Regions from separate parts of the Rattus norvegicus genome. Here regions 1, 2 and 3 are each linked to region 4. Evidence: chromatin contacts called from public Hi-C data. All regions are on one chromosome and are shown on one strand. The core of a region is the stretch at or near the end of the contact, and the rest is flanking DNA. Distances in the headings are between cores, read along the strand shown.

The links. Hi-C and Micro-C count contacts between places; a contact is called where the count stands out from the background.
Region 1: a Hi-C map of the A7r5 cell line shows a contact between it and region 4, with 3 times the contacts expected there. The contact joins the enhancer-like site here to the promoter of Cbll1 in region 4. A contact is called at or near these places in 8 of 12 Hi-C or Micro-C datasets (the A7r5 cell line, hepatocytes, kidney and 3 more) and 1 of 1 datasets of contacts at active chromatin or transcription factors (oligodendrocytes).
Region 2: a contact with region 4 is called in a Hi-C map of liver, with 2.7 times the contacts expected there. The contact joins the promoter of Dus4l here to the promoter of Cbll1 in region 4. A contact is called at or near these places in 3 of 12 Hi-C or Micro-C datasets (frontal cortex, hepatocytes and liver).
Region 3: a Hi-C map of Schwann cells shows a contact between it and region 4, with 3 times the contacts expected there. The contact joins the promoter of Bcap29 here to the promoter of Cbll1 in region 4. A contact is called at or near these places in 7 of 12 Hi-C or Micro-C datasets (the A7r5 cell line, the Rat2 cell line, Schwann cells and 4 more).

Annotation. Positions count from the first base shown.
Region 1 is chr6:53,664,891-53,669,108 of GRCr8, reverse strand. No RefSeq gene overlaps it. Among named protein-coding and RNA genes, the nearest start is that of Dld, 15 kb to the right of the region's middle. Within about 2 kb of position 2,143, at least 2 of the 93 cell types and tissues checked have an H3K27ac peak or open chromatin away from gene starts, as enhancers often do.
Region 2 is chr6:53,967,910-53,972,335 of GRCr8, reverse strand. Dus4l (dihydrouridine synthase 4-like) reads left to right here and starts at 2,286. Exons shown (of 7, transcript NM_001135803.2): 1 at 2,286-2,424. Cog5 (component of oligomeric golgi complex 5) reads right to left here and starts at 2,354. Exons shown (of 22, transcript NM_001398787.1): 1 at 2,240-2,354. The coding sequence starts at 2,333.
Region 3 is chr6:53,948,649-53,953,303 of GRCr8, reverse strand. Bcap29 (B-cell receptor-associated protein 29) reads left to right here and starts at 3,108. Exons shown (of 8, transcript NM_001006980.1): 1 at 3,108-3,118; 2 at 3,342-3,451. The coding sequence starts at 3,360. LOC134479362 (a long non-coding RNA gene) reads right to left here and starts at 3,022. Exons shown (of 2, transcript XR_010052588.1): 1 at 2,879-3,022; 2 at 397-2,224.
Region 4 is chr6:53,811,478-53,816,126 of GRCr8, reverse strand. It overlaps Cbll1 (Cbl proto-oncogene like 1), which reads left to right and starts at 3,342. Exons shown (of 6, transcript NM_001399563.1): 1 at 3,342-3,376. The coding sequence starts at 3,364. LOC102555378 (a long non-coding RNA gene) reads right to left here and starts at 3,190. Exons shown (of 4, transcript XR_001838366.2): 1 at 3,053-3,190.

The DNA.
Region 1 (4,218 bases), core at 894-3,393, 150 kb after region 4:
GGTGGTCTCCCCTGAGCTCTCAGGATTTTCCCACATTTCTGAGAGTCCAGCTCTCTCCCTCACAGAATTTGGGTACAGAGCACTACCTTTGTTTTTAACTATTTGTTTGCCACTCCATTAATGCCAAGGTGTACTAGTTAGGGAACTTTCTGTTGCCGTTGACAGAGTTCCCACCCCCTCCCATCTTTTATGCAAAACGATGTGTTAGCTAGTTAGAATTGAATAGTGCAGAGATAGAACGAAACACAAGCATGGCTTCCTTTAGGACTCTGAATTATCACGATGCCATATCTTTCTTTGGATTTGCTCTAAATTCCTTTTAATTTAACCTATTCTAATGATGTGCTTGGAGCAAAACAGTGCAATGTCTCTCATTTATGCAAATCTAAAGAGAATAAACATGTCTTCTTCTTCTTCTTCTTCCTCTTCCTCTTCCTCTTCTTCTTCTTCTTCTTCTCCTTCTCCTCCTCCTCCTCCTCCTCCTCCTTCTCCTTCTCTCTCCTTCTCCTTCTCCTTCTCCTTCTCCTTCTCTCTCCTTCTCCTTCTCCTTCTCCTTCTCCTTCTCCTTCTCTCTCCTTCTCCTTCTCTCTCCTTCTCCTTCTCCTTCTCCTTCTCCTTCTCTCTCCTTCTCCTTCTCCTCCTTCTCTCTCCTTCTCCTTCTCCTTCTCCTTCTCCTCCTTCTCTCTCCTTCTCCTTCTCCTTCTCCTTCTCCTTCTCCTTCTCCTTCTCCTTCTCCTCCTCCTCCTCCTTCTCCTTCTCCTTCTCCTTCTCCTTCTCCTTCTCCTTTTCCTTCTCCTTCTCTCTCCTTCTCCTTCTCCTCCTTCTCTCTCCTTCTCCTTCTCCTTCTCCTTCTCCTTCTCTCTCCTTCTCCTTCTCCTTCTCCTTCTCCTTCTCCTTCTCCTTCTCCTTCTCCTTCTCCTTCTCCTTCTCCTTCTCCTTCTCCTTCTCCTTCTCCTTCTCTCTCCTTCTCCTTCTCCTCCTTCTCTCTCCTTCTCCTTCTCCTTCTCCTTCTCCTCCTCCTCCTTCTCCTTCTCCTTCTCCTTCTCCTTCTCCTTCTCCTTCTCCTTCTCCTTCTCCTTCTCCTTCTCCCTGTGTTTTAAGTCTGTGAACTACTGAGTGTGGCCATGCTTGAGTAACAAGTAACAAGCTCTACTGGTGTAAGAATGATACCCTGGACACAAATAGTATGCGAAAGCAAAGTGCTTTATTCCGCAGCAGTCCAGCATGCTGAAGTCTACCATTACCATAATGGAAGTGCCCCAATGAGCTCGTTGTCCTGATTTCAAACACGTTAGGGGAATTCCAGGGATGGGTAGGTGACTCCCATCTTAATTTGGCTCCATCTCTAGAGATTTTCCAGAACCATTGTTGGGGTGTGGGCGGTGGGAAATTGTTGCTGAGGAAGTATGGAAACTGCTGCTGACCCATTGGCCTTGCCTCAGGCCAGCGGGGCACGGCCTGGACTTGCCCGGATTTGCCCATTTCTTGGGAACTTGAGATGTAGGCCTAGTCTCCTGAACTGCCAATTTGAAGCCTGTCATGGAGTCAGCCTGTCTCACCCATAGTTTTCAGAGCAGAGATGTCCAACTCAGATAAAGTGATAGCCACAGATGAACTGACAGATAAAAGCCACATATATGAATTTAAATTATTCTAACTGCCATTTTTTTTAATAAAAAAGGTACAGGGGTCTTGGGTGTGTTTTCACACGTGTAATCACTACACAGCATTTGGGAGGCTGAGGCAGGAGGATTATGAATTCAAAGCCAATGAAGGCTACACAGCAAGATGTGTGCATGCGTGTTGGGAAGGAGGGAGATTTTTAACTAATTAAATACGATATTATTATTTTAACATGTAATCGACATTTCTGAGACATTTTACATTACTCACACCGAGACACCCCAAACCTATCATCTTAACTGAGCTTTCAAACCGCAGTCTGAGGATATGAGACATACTTTGAGAAAGAGTGTCCTCAAGACCCCTTTACCTCGGTGCTTCCACTCACCTTTGGAGTGATCAGAGGAGAAAGGCCTGATGACAGGTTTGAGCTGTCAGGAGTGAAGGCCAGATCCGTCCTGGTGGAGCCAGGGCTCTACAGAGCCTGCTGTTACTGCTACACTGCTGCCCTCTGCTGGTCATAATACACATCACACCCATATAGGGCGTTCAGGATCCCTTGGTGTTTCTGGTATCCTTCTTACACAGGCTCTTGAAGTGACCTTCTCTTTGGAATTCTGATGCATCACAGAGCGTGGGAAATCTTCATAGGGTTATTGTGGATAACCCCATGCCCGTCAGGGTTCCCTCCTGTGAGTTACATCAGTCCTTCAAACCCACCGTTCATGTCAGTCAGCGGTAGCTGCAAGTTTCTGTTTCTGCCTATTTTCTACTTCTTCTAAAGCATACAAACGGAGCAGAGTCTTTTACACCCTAAGCCTTACTTTCTTCAGCCGTTAAGTGCCAGATGATAATCTCACCTCGGTGGTTTGTAAAGACACTGCTTTGTGTATTTGAAGGACATTGTAATGTTATAAAGCAAATCTTAAAATTTGAACGATGACACATTATTTGCTAACATGTAAAATTTAAAGTATGTGTTCTTTTTTTATAACTCTGGTTCAAAATTCTTCCCCTTTGTAGTTGTATCCTGAACTGCTTGTGCACAAAAGGTCTGATGACTGGGGTTTCCCTCAAAACAAAACAGGAGGACAGCTACAGATAGTGGCAAGATGAAGAAATATTGGTCACAATTTAGTCACTGTTGAAACTGGGGGAGAGACGCAAGGGACCATTATGCTAGTTTGTCTCTTCGAAGTATGTTTTAAATTATCCCCAAACAGTAAAAAAGCAACAAAATGGCATATTCTTCACAGCACTCTGTGCACACTGTACAAACCGTGGCTGCTACATGCTGCTCTGTTAGCTACTCCTGGGTTAGAACTCCATCGGTTCAGGGCAGGTTATAATTGCCTTCTTAGAAGACAAACTCAAACTTAAAAGACAAAGAGGGCAAGCCGGCTCACACCTGTCACCCCAGCATTTGAAAGACAGGAGCAAGCAGATCACTGCAGATCTGAGGCCAGCCTGTTCTATACAGTGAGCTCCAGACCAGCTATGGTGACATAGGGAGTCTCCATCTAAAAACAGAAAACAACAAAACAAAACAAAACAAACAAAAAAGAAAAAAAACCCCAAATCAAAAAAACACCATCAACAAAAACCCAACAAAACAAAGCAAAAAGATAAACTTAAAAAAACATTGTCAGGGCAGGAGAGATGGCTCAGAGGCCAAGAGAACTTATTGCTCTTACAGAGAACTCATGTTCAAATCCCAAGACCCACCATATGATGGCTTACAACCATTCCTAACTCCAGTTGCAGGGCGTGTAACAGACACGGTGCACATAATTCACATGCAGGCAAAACATCCATAGCATAAAGTATGATGAATACAGCCTTAAAAAGTAAAATAAATAATTGGCTATGTGCACTTACAGAAAGTAATTAGGAACATATTCAGTCAGAGACATAGACATCGAGGGGACTGCGTGGAGTAGAACACTCGGTGAGGCACTTACTGAGCAAGCATGAGAAACTGACTTTGGATCCTGACTCCCACATAAAGGCCTGGGCACAATGGCATCACCAGCAATCCTAAGCCCCATTTTCAGTCATGATCCATCGTTTCAGAAGTTTTATATTAGAAAACCCACTTAATAGCCCCAAGAAGATGTGTTTCTACAGTAGCTACAGCTCTCACATTGCCTCCATTTAATCTAATTCCATCTTGTTATCTTCTAAACATGCTCCTCTGTTCCTCTTTAAACCCCATCATATCAAGAACATAATAACTTTTCTCTTTTAGAAACCATCATCACCACCATCACCATCATCATCACCACCACCACCATCACCACCACCATCATCACCACCACCACCACCATCATCACCACCACCACCATCATCACCACCACCATCATCACCACCACCACCATCATCATCACCACCACCATCATCACCATCACCACCATCATCATCATCACCACCATCATCACCATCACCACCACCATCATCACCACCACCACCATCATCATCACCACCACCACCATCATCACCACCATCATCATCATCACCACCACCATCACCACCACCACCATCATCACCACCATCATCATCATCACCACCACCATCACCACCACCACCATCATCATC
Region 2 (4,426 bases), core at 1,037-3,536, 160 kb before region 4:
CAATGACCAAACAGAGATTAGATGATTTAGAAACATATTCTACAATGAAAAACAAAAGTGAATACAAGGCTTAGAACTCAGAAAGACACCAAAACCCGAGGGCGTTGGGTAAAGAAAATACTGAGTGCTTAAGAGAAAAAGAAGCCAGAAAGAATGACTAAATCAAAAGAAATAAAAGTTTAAAGGAAGTGGTAACTACAATCTCCCAAAGATGCTACAATTGACTATCAGATTGTTCAATGGTTGATATTCCAGAATAAATCACATAATTTTTCTCTTTTGTGATATTTTTATGAGAGAAAAATCAGAAACTGTTCACAAATTTTCAAATTCTGCATCTGTTCACTGAGCCTATCAATCCTATCCTATCCTCAACATAGGGAACTGGTTACTGAACAAAATGTTCATATTTTCAGGTACATTTGGGGAAACTGAAGGACACCTACAGATTTAGGAATTTAAATAAATAAATAAATAAATAAATAAATAAGCAAGCAAGCGAGCAGTAGTGGTGCAGGTCTTGAATCCCAGCACTAGGGAGGCAGAGGCAGGTAAATCTCTGAGTTCTAGACCAGCCTAGTCTACAGATTAAGTTCCTGGACAGCCAGAGCTACGTAGAGATACCCTGTCTTGAAAAACAAACAAACAGTGTGGGACCCTTATATCATATGACAAATTACTTCAGGAAAAGAGCCAAGCCTTTTTACAAGTTTAAATAGGGTAAGAACCAAAAGTGTCCATCTGATTTACCTCCAAGGAACCATTGAGGACCTTTACAAAGTGACTTTAATGTTATAGAATGGGAGTGTTTAGGATCTAAACAGGAATAAACTCCAGCGCACAAAGGAATGGGATGTCTTTAAGACAAAAGACTTTATTTAATTGTATCAAATTGCAGAGACTTTATTTATTGTATTTGAAACCGTAGAAGGGAAAAAAGGAAGCATGGTTTTAAGTTCACTTTAAGCTCAAAGGCTGGAGAGCTATTAAAACACACACACACACACACACACACACACACACACACACTTCAGGATTTATAAACTTGGCTAAATTTTAATTTTAATTAAAATTTAAGATAATTAAATTAAAGATAAGGTGCATCAGGCCGAAACTTTGAATCCACCACAACCTAGTTCTGAAAACATCATTCGTCTTGAAAAGATGTATCTCATGAAAAGATAAATGATAAAGGCAATAAAAAAATTTCAACAGTCAGGGAAAACACCATAATTTAAATTTTAGTTTGATCCTTTATAAGCCACTCTTAGGTGGCAATTTAAAAAAAAAAATCTGTACCTACTGTATGCAGAATACTGGTTTTAACTCTGGAATATAAAAAGAGGTTTTTATGCCTGGCTTGGTAGCCTATGCCTTTGATCCCAGCAGTTGGTAGACAGAGGTGGGTGTATCTCTGTGAGTTCGAGGCTAGACTGATCAAGTTCCAAAACAGTGAGGGCTAAGTAGAGAGACCCTGTCTCAAAAAGAGGGGGTGTTGGAGGGGATGCAATGCCTCGGAAACAATTAAGGTGATAAATATAAACGCTCTTAATAGATGATAGAACTTAGTTCCCACTAGGAAAAAAAATTGGAGTGGTTAAGGCCTAATACCTTTGGCAAAGTGAATTTTGCTCTGCCTCTCAGACTGAACAACTGAACTTGTTTTTCAAGCGTACTACAGTAGTTATAGAAAGAAACATAGTTAACTTACTTGGGACAATTTCTCTTCAAGCTACCAGCAATCCTGACTTCAATATTCGACACGTATGGATAATACACTGTAAGAGGCATCTACATAGCCCAAGAATTGAACACAGGTGTTTCCAACTCTACTTTTTGTGTTCTCCATTCCTTTCCTTAAGCAGCAGTTTGTCACCTAGGGTGAGTTCACACTTCTGGGCATGGACAGTACAATATTTGGTCAGGAACTGGGCAGCGGCTGCGGCTGTCAGCCCCGACCATGTCGTGCAGGGTCCGGAAACTACAAAGAAGTTCTGGGCGCATCAGGGTCTAGTGCAAACCCCAGCAACTGGAAACCTGGTGTTCCAAGACACCCACGGGAAGAGAGGAACACATCCCCCGGGAAACGCGTGGACATGACAATCCCGTACGCTGGGGGGCCGGGCAGAGGGGAGTGGCCAAGTCCAGACCAGAAAACTTTATGCAAGGCGACCGGTAGGGTTCTCAGGCTCTGCGCAAGGCAAAGCGACCCGGGCCCAGCCACCGTCCGACGCCTTACCGTCCTGCAAGAGCTCCTGCACGGTCGCCGCCACTGCTGCGGAACCCGAAGCCCCACGGCCTGCCACCGAGACTGTGCTGTCTCCACCTTCCATGTTGGCAAGTACCGGGTTGATGACGTCTTGCGATCGCCCCGCCCTCCAAGTGACGCAGAATCAAGGCGCCGCCCCACCTGGCCAGCCTAGGGTGAGTTTGGGGATCTAAGTGGTCCATTCCCTCCGTGCAATAAAAGAAATTTTGCCGCCCGGGCCTTCTCCCATTCCGCTCGGGACGTAGCTACCACGCCGATCTCCAACGCAAGTATTGGGCCTGAGAACGCCGGCCTCCGGCGTGGGAAAGAGGAGCATCACGGCCCTCCTCGCCCAGCACGTGGGAGCTAAGGGCTGCTCAGCCTTACCTTGTCCACGCCTTGAGTGGCAAGCCCCGGTAGCAGGCGGGATATGCTGGGGAAGAATAGTTGTTAAGCTCTGCCCTAAGTACCTTAGAAATAAAGACGCTTAAATATTCGTAACTATTAGATGAGCGAGTCTGGAGCTACACTGCATTTTGCATTAATCAGAAGATTTTCCATCATTTGTTTGACCTCAGTCACGATGCAAATAGGATCAGTTGCCTGAGACAGCGCGCCTAGTATTACATTAGATTTCAGTATTCATAGTTTATAAAACTACTTTGTTTATAATAATCATCCACGACAAATAACATTATCTGAATTATTAGATGATTTTCTTCCCTTAGCGTTCTTATTTTTTACACAAAAGGATTAACTTTAGTCCACATATTAATATGCAATAAAGTTTTTAACGCCCACTGTACACACCAGCACGAGTTTAAAAAAAAAAATTTATCTCTACTCTAAAAGAAATTCTGGGTGTAGAAGCACATTTGACCAAAATATTATGCCCCAGTGCTGAGTGCTTCGGAGAACTTTACCTTCATCCCGTAAGTCCAGAGAGCTATTGTGATCATGGGTGTGACTTAAGCATCTTGATTCTTAAAAGCTTCTAGATCATCCTAATTTACTATCAAGATTGAAAGCTGTAGCATATTCAGAAAATTTCATTCTGAAGGAGATTTTGCCGTTTAGTCTGACCACAAGAATGAGTAAGAAAAAAAATCATGCTTTAGAAAGTCAGTAATGACGCCATTGCCACTCACCACGTCCTAATGTGTACGTTTCTGTAATGTTTAAGATTCTTCCCTCCTTTGTAATAATCTCTTAGCGGTTTACAGCCTTATCGACATAGATCATCTCTGACTCAGCTTACTTACACTCCCCTTTTCCTCTGCACAGTGTTGACACTTCCAAAGATTTCTTGCCAGCCATGGCATCCCTAAGTATGTTGGCCTTGTGTTCGTTTAGCTTACTACCAAAGGTTAAAGACTGAATTTTGAACAATTAGCCTTTTATAAGGTTAGCTTTTATCTGGCTGTAGATTACCAAGGCCAAAACAGAATATAAAAAAACAAAACAAAAAACATGAAATCAAAAGCTTTAAGTACAAGATGGGGAATATTAAACAATTTTATCACTTGGATCTCTGGCATAAAAGTTATTTACAGTGCACTTTACTTGGTAATAACTGAACATCTTCACTGGTAATATATTTAATTTTTTTTAAATAATAAAGTTTTGTCTGCCTTCTGATTCATAAAAACCTAGAATAAAAGTATCAAGATTTCTTTTTTTTAATTGTGTGTGTGTGTGTGTGTGTGTGTGTGTGTAGATGAATATGTGTGTGAGTACAAGTTCCCTCAGAGGCCAGAGGTATAGGATCCCCTGAGGCTGAGCATAGAAGTGGACATGATCCTCCCAACCTGGGTGCTAGGAACTGAACTCAGATCCTCTGCAAGAGTAGTCCATACTCTTAACCACTGACTGAGGCATATCTCCAGCCTCAAAACACCAGGATTTATTTTGAAATACAAATTTCTATTAGCGCCACCTAACTTTCCCAAATGGAATTTTTCAGATTGTCCATCATACAAAGTATTGTACGGGAAGTAATTCAAGTCAGATTCCTTGCTTTATCATGAAAGTAAAATGCATGAAATTAAAAACTAATAGGAAGTTGGTCACGGAGGCACGCCTCCATGCTGGTGTAATCCCAGCACCACAAAGGCTAGCTTTGCAACTATGTGAGCTAGCCTGTGGATATAGCAAGATCCTGTCTCAAAAAATAAGCAA
Region 3 (4,655 bases), core at 1,859-4,358, 140 kb before region 4:
TGGAAGGTCTTAAAGCCTACACCCACAGCGACACACCTACTCCAAAAGGGCCACTCCTTCTAATCGCGTCACTCCCTGGGCTGAGCACAGACAAACCGTCACAGTGATTTTATGATTTATAAACAAGGCTTGCCACTTGAACAGCACCCCAGAGAGAGGAGGGTCCCTGAATTTCTCACTTAAGAGATTCAGAATTCTGGTACATAAATCTGTCCTAAAACCAAATGGATCAGCAGGTAAAGCCACTTGCAGAGTAATCTTGATGACTAAATTTGATACCCCAAACTTGTGCAAAATACAAAGAGAAAACCAATTCTGAGTTTTCCTCTGACCTCTACATATATGCTGTAGTATATACAATGCCCTTACACACAAACACACACAATACACATCGTACACAGCTAGAATTTTTTATTTTAATTTAAAATATTAGAGGATAGTAACTAGGTTTTGATAGTAAAACTAAATTTTATAGTTTTTCATGATATTGTTGTGGCTCAATATTGCTAGAAGCTTTTATTAATGAAGAGTGTAGACAACAAGAAGTCTCTGGGTGGAATCAAAGTTGAGTACTAAAGTATCACTGAATGTCAAAACCAGGAAGGCTGTAGGTTGTCTACAACTGTTTACCTCAAGCTGTTTGAGACGTGAACTACTTTTAACATGAGCACGAGGCTGCTACTTTTTCCTGGTTTTTCTGTGCTCTCTCTCTTCAGTTTATTCCGTGGAAGTAACAACGGAAGTGAGTCCTCATTCTGGCCCTGTGGACTGTGGGAAGTGAGCAAGGAAGGGCAGATCCCAACCTTCTGTGCTGATTTCTCTTCCTTATGATCAGATATGTTTGTGATAAAGTTTTTAAATCAACTTAAATGTTGGTGATTTGTTTTCTAGGGGGTTGTCTTGTGCTGGGAGTTGGACTTGAAGCCTCGTGTATGCCCGGCAGGCAGTACCACTAAGCAAAGTAACCGCAACCCTGAAACGTAGTCTATACTCTGCACTTCCTTACACACATCATGCTCCCCGTAGAATTGTACCCTGTGGCACAGCGCTTGTGTTCGCAGTAACGGGCGTAAGGATGAGGTGCAACCCCATGCTGCTGTCTGCAGGAATCCTTTGCAGAGGCCTCCACTCAGGGGGGAAGAGGAATTCTTGACTGTGCCACTAAAAAGGGGGTGGGGGGGACGGGGGATTGCAGGGACTCAGTATGAGGCAGAACTGGAGTTGATTACTGCTGAACTGGAGCCTGTGCAGCCACAGGAAGAAAAAGTAAGCAAATGATGAGGAAGACATTTGACATCCACCTTTGCCCTCCACCACCATATACACATGCATGTAAACTGCAAAACCTGTTTTAAAGATCTTACAGATTTAAGCATAGACATGTATAACAGACACTTAGCAAAAAGACAACACAAACCCAAGTGAGCATGGGCTGCTCAAAGGTCTTAGCAACAGCTGCAACCGCTTTTCAGACTATTTCAAGCCTTCTGAAATTACTTTTCAGTAAATGAGAGCACAGTGGTTGTAAAGTGCATTGGAGGGTAAGGTACAAGCAAAACCAAGGTTGCGTAAGAATGTAGGTCAGGTCTTCCACCATAAACTTGGAAGTCCTGGGAGAAAAAAAGGTTATAGCTTATAAAGGGGAAAGGCCAGTACTCATATATAGACAGGCTTTAAGCATGGTTCACTGTCATTTTATGAAAATTTAAAATTTTTCTAATTAATATCATGAAGGCAATTATTACAGCAAATTTTGCTAACTTTGCTGAATTCTTGGCTTTCAGTGGGCATGAGACGTCTACTGGACTCCTAAAGGCTTCTTTGCTTTCCTAAGTCACTTTAGTTTTTTCTATCTATTCTGCTCTACTTTGTTACATTTCTGAGATTTGCAAAGATATATATATAAATAAAATAAGTGTATTCACATATGTTGAAAACCTGGAGGTATTTAGAGCTCCCTTTTAGATTCTTAGTCTTGTTAATAAAAGAGTGCCAAGGCTTTTTTAAAGGACAATCTTATTAATTTGCAGTAAAAAACAAACACGGTATCCAAGGGGATGGAGAACCGGAAGAGACAAAAGTTACACCTTTAGGCATAAAGGGTCCAATAACACTGCCTTGTTCAGAAATGGAGGTCTACCAGCAGTTCCGGGAGGGGACAGGCATTCAGAGAATGAGAAAGCCCAGTATCAACAAAAATCTAGCTTAGGCTTTTGGCCATCCACTAAAGAAAAACAAACAAAGGCAGGTGTTAGACTTTTCTGAATTACAACACAGAAAACCAAGCAAGCTTACTACTGCCACACAGCATAAGGAGGCTCCTTCAAGGACCGCCATCTTGGGATGTGTAAGTGCTGCTTCTTTTCTTATTAATGGAATAATCATTCCTCCCACCTCTTCAACATGTCTCCAAGTGAATCAGATTTCCTGGGTAGCGGACTCCTGGCCAGCTTAAGGGAGGAGACAATAGTATCTTTGGAGCAGATCAAGATGTCAGGTCTCCACATAGAGCAGGACTATTCCAGGAATTGGCCAGAAAACCTAAGGAGGGCCAGTTGTTAGGTTTTTCTTTCTAGTGTCACCATGGAAACCGGAGGTAGAATGCAAAGTTAACCCTGAGGAAGTCCACCCTCAATGGTTTGGTTTCTAGGGCCTATCTAGTTATCTAACAGAATATGGTTAGATAAACGAGTATACCCATGCAGTTCCCAAACAGCTAGCTCCCTGAAGCTGCCTGGTCCTACCGATGGACAAGGAAAACAGCACGCAAAACACATTCTGTCTCAAGAACAAAATGCTCCACAAACCCCAAGGCCTGGGCCTTAGCTTAAATTTAGGTTAATTCAGGGCAGGGAGGCAAGTTGCCACCATAGAGCACCTGGCCGGATCTGACCCCAGCCAAACAACTGGCTTCCATCATCTGGGATCAGCCGCACCCTTCGCGGGTACCGAGCCCGCGTGAAGGAGCCTCAGTCACCTCACGCCGCGCACCAGGAAACAACGGCCGTGGAAAGCGCGGTCGCGCCAGTGTGACCTCAGCCGGGCTTGGCGCGCTCCCAGCGGCGTGTGACGTGCGCGCGCAGGCGGGCGGCGGGGCACGCGGAGCGATCGGCGGCGGGTAAGCCTGACTAGCGGAGGGCGGCTCCGCTGATGAACGTGTTTGGAGGCTCCGGCCGCGGCGTCGGACCGCCCGGGGCCGCCATGGGGCCGGGGGAGAGCCTGCGGGGCCGTCCGGCACACAGCCTCGTCACCCGGGGTTAGATGGACTTCCTCCGGGGCCCGCGCCGCGTGTCTGTCCGTTCACCCATGTTTTTCTGAAATTGAAATCTTTCTCTGTATAGGTGTGAAGAAAACAAACCATGACAATCCAATGGGCGGCGGTTGCCAGCTTTCTTTATGCCGAAATAGGACTCATTTTAATCTTCTGTTTGCCCTTTATTTCTCCTCAGAGGTAGGAAACCTTCAGATCCTTAACGTTACCAAATGTTTGATAAACTTCTTCAGGCTGAGGCATGTGATGCTTTTCATAAAGTTAGAAAGTTTTGAGAGGGCCTGTTGGGTGGCTCAATAGAGCCGTGGCAGCCAAGGGAGAGAATTTCAGTTCGATACCCGGAAACCACAAAGTTGTTTTCTAACCTGCACACACTTCCACCCCGGGTCTCACAGAAACATACATGCGCGCACATAAATACACGATACATACATATAGTAAATGGATAATTAAATAAAAGTTTGAGAGCCAATTATATAAAAGGTAGTCATTTAAAAATGAAAATCAAATTTGCTATCTGGTAACTATTAAAAAGCTTGATTATGTGTACAAACAGATTTTTTTCACCTCCTTTTTTAAAATAACTCAGTCTTTTTGGTCTTGAGTACAGGTACAATAAAGCCGTGGCTGTGCCTTGGACATCTGTCTTCATGGTGTACCTTTCTCTCTCTCTCTCTCTCTCTCTCTCTCTCTCTCTCTCTCTCTCTCTCTCTCTCCCTCCCTCCCTCCCTCCCTCCCTTCTTCCTTCCCTCCCTCCCTCTCCCCTTCCTACCTTTCCCTCCCCCTTACCCTCCTCCACAAATTGCCCTGAATTTGAGCAGAGAAAAACGTGTGGATGCACAAATGTTAACTTGGGACAATAGAATTGACGGCCTCGGGGTCCAAGCCGTCTTTCAAAACCTTAAAACTCCTCATCTGCTTGGATTTCAGCTCTTCTCTATCCTTGTCTCCATACCAGCGCCTTCTCCTTCCTGACAAGAAGTAGTAAATCATACTGTAGGAAGGGGTGTACCAAGTTATTTCCACCAACCCATGGGTTCTATAGATCACATGCTTAAGGCCAGAAAGGTTATGTTTCATAACCTAAGTCACCTAACTGGTCTGTGTCAGACTCCAGATAAGATCCTGAACTTGCAATCAGACAATGCTGTCCCTGTTCTTTCTACCTCAGATTTCAAAAGCAGACATGTTTTGCCTTTGGTATCTTGTGAGAGAGTCTTACATATTCAAAAAGTCATTTTTCATGCACAACAGATTTTTAAATAAGGCTTAGAGACTTAGAGGGGAAAAAAGTCATCAGAAGAATTTATAGACCAGTCTTTTTCTTCTTGCTGTTTACAGTTTTGTACCCACCCTGATCTAGTAGCTATGGAAGTGTGGATAG
Region 4 (4,649 bases), core at 2,093-4,592:
TTCAGTTACCAGTATCCATAGAGTGGCTCACAACCCTCTGTTGAGACCATCAGCCTCAAGATCTGATGCCCCCTTCTGGCTTCCATGAGCAGTGCCTGCATATGGTGAATAACACACAGGCAGTAAACTTGTATACATAAATAAAATGTTCAAAAACTATTCAAAAATTACATGAGGGGTTGGGGATTTAGCTCAGTGGTAGAGCGTTTGCCTAGCAAGCACAAGGCCCTGGGTTCGGTCCCCAGCTCCGAAAAAAAAAAATTACATGAAACATGTCCAACATCTCTAGCCATTAGGGAAGCAAAAATTTCCCCAGTAAGAATGTGTAACAAAGAAATCAAGAAGCAACAAATGTTGGTGAGGATTGGGAAGGGGAGGAAAACTTATATACCACGGCTTGGAATGGAAAACAGTGTGGAGGTTCCTTTAAAAATGGAATTCCCACATGACCCAGTTATGCCACTTCTGGGACTATGGCTAGATGAATCAGTTAACTTACTATACAGATATCTGCACATTCATTTTACTGTGACAATACTCACTAGCCAACACAGCCAAGGTATCCAGTAACAGATGGGTGATTAAAAAAATGTTCCTTTCACACATAGAACACTATTCAATCATAAGGACAAAGTTATGGAACTTACAGGGAAATGGACAAAACCGGTATTACAAAGCTAAGCATCCCAAAGTCCCTCTTATCCGTGGGATGTAGGGGACATGGTAGTGAGGGAAACTATTAGGGAGGTGGAGGGAAACTGGAAGTGCATACTAGAAAGGGTAGTACCGTCAGAGTACATCATACAGAGAGGGAAATGCCACAAAAACACTCATTAGCTTTACAGCTAATAGAAAATGAAAAGTGAAAGCACCGTGTCGGCTGTATATAATCTAACAGGAACTTAGGAGACCGTCTTGTCACACCGCTCCTGCCCTGATAGAACATGGCAACTCTAATAGATGGGAGAAGAAAGCAGACACAGAAGAAGGAGGGCGTCCATGGCAAGGCCACATTGGATAAACATTCCGGGTTTTACTAAAGCAAGCCCTCGGCAAGTGTTGTTACTTGCCACTCGGGCTGCCTTTGACCTTGCAATCCTCCTGCCTCAGTCTTCCAAGGGCTTTATAAGCATGCTCCACCATGGCAGGATACTCCAGAGGACTTCCTAACAGTATATCATAAAATCCTGCAAAATGTAACAGTCTATAGGTACAATCTAAAGTTCTTTTAAATCCTACTTCTCTAGTATTAAGTCATTATTATTAACCTATAGTTTTTAATCAATCTTACGTTTGATGGAGGTGATGGATAAAAAGCACTTCCTGGGTAAAAACTACCTCCTTGGCAGTCTAAGTTGTTGTATAAAGTGAGGTTTTCAGCACCAGATGTATAAACTGAAGGCATGACCTCTCTGAGGTGTGGTCGAGAGGAAGGTTTTTACTGTAGATATGAGGGAGAGGACAGCATCTGGAAGAGTCCTGAGCAGGGAAAGTGGTAGACCAAACATGGCCAGAGGTTTGGACCTAGCCATGAGAGGAAATAGGGGCAAGAGAGGAAAATGAGAATGAGAGAGGGGAGGGGAGGGGAGAGAAGCTAGGGGGAGGGAAGCCCACAAGCTGAAGTTTAGGGGAGACAGTGGGGTCCACGGGGCTGAAAAGAACCACAGGTATTTGTGATATTGTGATATTGAGAAAGCCTCCTGGAGGCTAGCACCATTCGATGGCATGCTAATAGATACCACAGTTAGCCATTTGTCCCAGTTTCTTTTTTATCAGACAGTTGTTAAATACCCCAGCGTGTCAGCACTATATTTAGAGATTTATCAGAGAAAGGTTAAGCTTCAGTACCTACCCCCTGCCATAATCCTAGCAACTGAAAAATTGTGAAAAACACCCAGTAGTACAGAAATTTACATTTTAACAAGGACAAAACCAAAAGGACATCGACTTAAAAATGTTCTTGAGTGTACCTACAACCTTGTTTGTAAAGGCGCAATGAGTGGGAGTCTTTGAAAAGACCACAATGAAGACAATCACTAAATAACATGTTAAACTATGATCACTGCAGCGTTAGTCACAGTTGTTACTGTGCAACGCACAGAACACATTGCTACACATACTTTATTCAGAATTGAGTACTGTGAAAACATTTTTTTAAAAGAGGCCAATATAATAATGTTTTATTGATCTAGGAACTCTGGCACTGAAAGCGTGAACAACCCAAGGTAACAATGTCGTCACCAAGGGACGACCATAGAGCCCAAATCCCTTGACTCCTAGGCTGATGTTTTCCACTAATTGTGCTCCTTTCTACTCATCTGAGAGCTTCAAGTGTGAAGGGCTGGAGAGGGGAGAAGACCTATTATGAGCCAAATCTAGGTGGGGGGTGCTCTGAAGGTCCTCACCAATCGCCGTTGACACTTGCTTTTGTTTTGGCTGAGCAAGATGAAAGCAGCAACCACAGACCCCAGGGACCAAGAACTGGAACTAGGTACCGCCTGTTTTGGTAACTCTCTTTTCCTCAGTCGGGGCCTGCCCTTTCTCATTTCTTCCCTCTGCCCAAGCCCTAACGCTTTCCCTCCGACTCCATCGGTTCCTATCCTCCCTCCTTCACCTTCTCTGCACACAACTGCCTTGCATCCTCGATGGACCGGGACAACCTGGAACTCCCTACAGCTTTTGCAGGGATTAGAGGCGCCTGGTGTTCTCTAGAGCGAGGGGCTAGTCAGCATTATACACGCATTTCAGTTTGAGAAACTACGGTAAGAGCCAGGGCGAACGCGCGTGTCGAGTGGGCGTTGGGGCTCATCAGGACAAAGCCTGATTAGGCAATAAGAACCTTTCCTCCCTCCCAGCACCTAACTCAGCTTCCCTCGGGCAAGAACGGAGCGCGCGTGTTTACACTTCTCTATACCCAGCGGCGGATCCGGGGGGCATTCCAAACCGTTACTCCGCCCGGTGGGGTGGGACCAGCCTAACGGCTGAGACTGCACTCTGGGTGGACTACAAATCCCAGAAGGCCTCGCGCCGCAGGGGGTGGGCGGCGGCTTACCTGCCTGCCTCGCTTCCCTCTGGTTCCTATTGCTCTCCCACTGCAATAGATATCCTTCCTACAGCTGAGGGCAGCCTCTGGGGAGAATTAGAAGTCTCGGCACCAGAGCCCTCGTGTCCCCTCTCTTCCTGCCTCAGTCCTGCCTATGTGTGACTCCCTCACCAAAGTCGGATGGTGCGGTTAGGAAGGGAAGCCAGTGAGAGCAGTCCCAGCGCACTTCCGCCTCTGCGCTCCGGAAGGTAGGGCGCACGCGCTTGCTGCGACTCCGGAGCGACTCACTTCCGCTCCCACTGTACCCTGCGAGCCGAATCATGGATCACACTGGTAAGGAGGCGGAGGCAGCGGGGGTCCTAGTTTCTTGCCCCCGTGGCTCGTGTGGGACTGGTCGCCCAGCAGGCACAAGAGGCTACGCTCGCCCCAGTGCGCCGGGACGTGGCGGAGAGGAAGCAAGCTCAGGCCCGGTCCCGGACTGGGCCTGCTGCTTCCCGGCCTACCCTCGGAGCGGTGCCTCCATCCTCGAGACCGGCAGCACCGCTTCTTTGGTGCCGCTGAGCTCGTTTCGGAACCCTTCGCAGCGCAGGCTTCTTGGAAAGGGACGGCCCCAGTTTTGTTGTGTTTTTGTTTTTGTTTTTCTCATTCCGGTTGCTTTGCACTTTGTGCTGGGGAAATAGGCGGGTGTTTTCCACTCTCGGAATTGGAGAAGCGTCCGGACTGTGGGCGAGAGTGGGTTGGAGACTTCCTGCTGCTTCTCAGCTTCGGGCGGCTGCTGTAGTGGTCATCTCCTGTGGTTATTGTCTTGTTGGCTTTTCGCGGACTGGTAGTTAGAGAATAAAGGCGGATATAGTTTTCGAACTTATAAGTGGAGCATCTTTTTTCTACCTGAACTCAAAGCATGCCCCGCCCTTCGGCCGTGGTTCTTTCGCATCTTTTGGGGATATATACAGAATTTTTAAGATCAAGATATTTTCATCTTATATTGCGAGTAGCTTCAAACCTCGTTTCTGCTGGCTTCGTTTTCTTGGTTTTAGTTTTAGCGCTTGGCTTTGAGTGCTTCAGACAGTTATATCGCCAAGCAGGAGGAAAGGCTTTTTCTTTAGGAATTGACTGAGATGCGCGCAGTCTTCAAACACCACTTAGTTATGTAATTGCATGCAGATACTTGTAGGCTTGGAGATAGAATGATGGGATAGTAAACAATAGGACTACGTCCTTGTCTTCGAGTTTGCATTCTGTCAAAGGAGGCAGACAGGTTGGTTTCTTTTTTAAAAGCTCCTTATAGATTGTGGTGAGTACTTTAAGAAACAGGTGCTTATGGAGTAAGAAATTTCAGAGAGTACCAGGAAAAGGGCCCCCCCCCCCCACTTTGGAATGGTAGGAAGATATAGAGAAGACCAAATGTCCGTAGCTTAGTTAGTCCTAAGTTGAGAAGGAAAATACAAGTTACCTTTTTCAAGACTTTGAAAATCACGATAAAGAGTTTGAGCGGCTACAAAGCAGCTGAACAAAAGGGAGTATAATATTTTAAAAAATAATTCCTATTCTTCTATATAGAATGGTGGAGAGGAAGAACGGGGGTAAATAAATAATCTATGTGGTG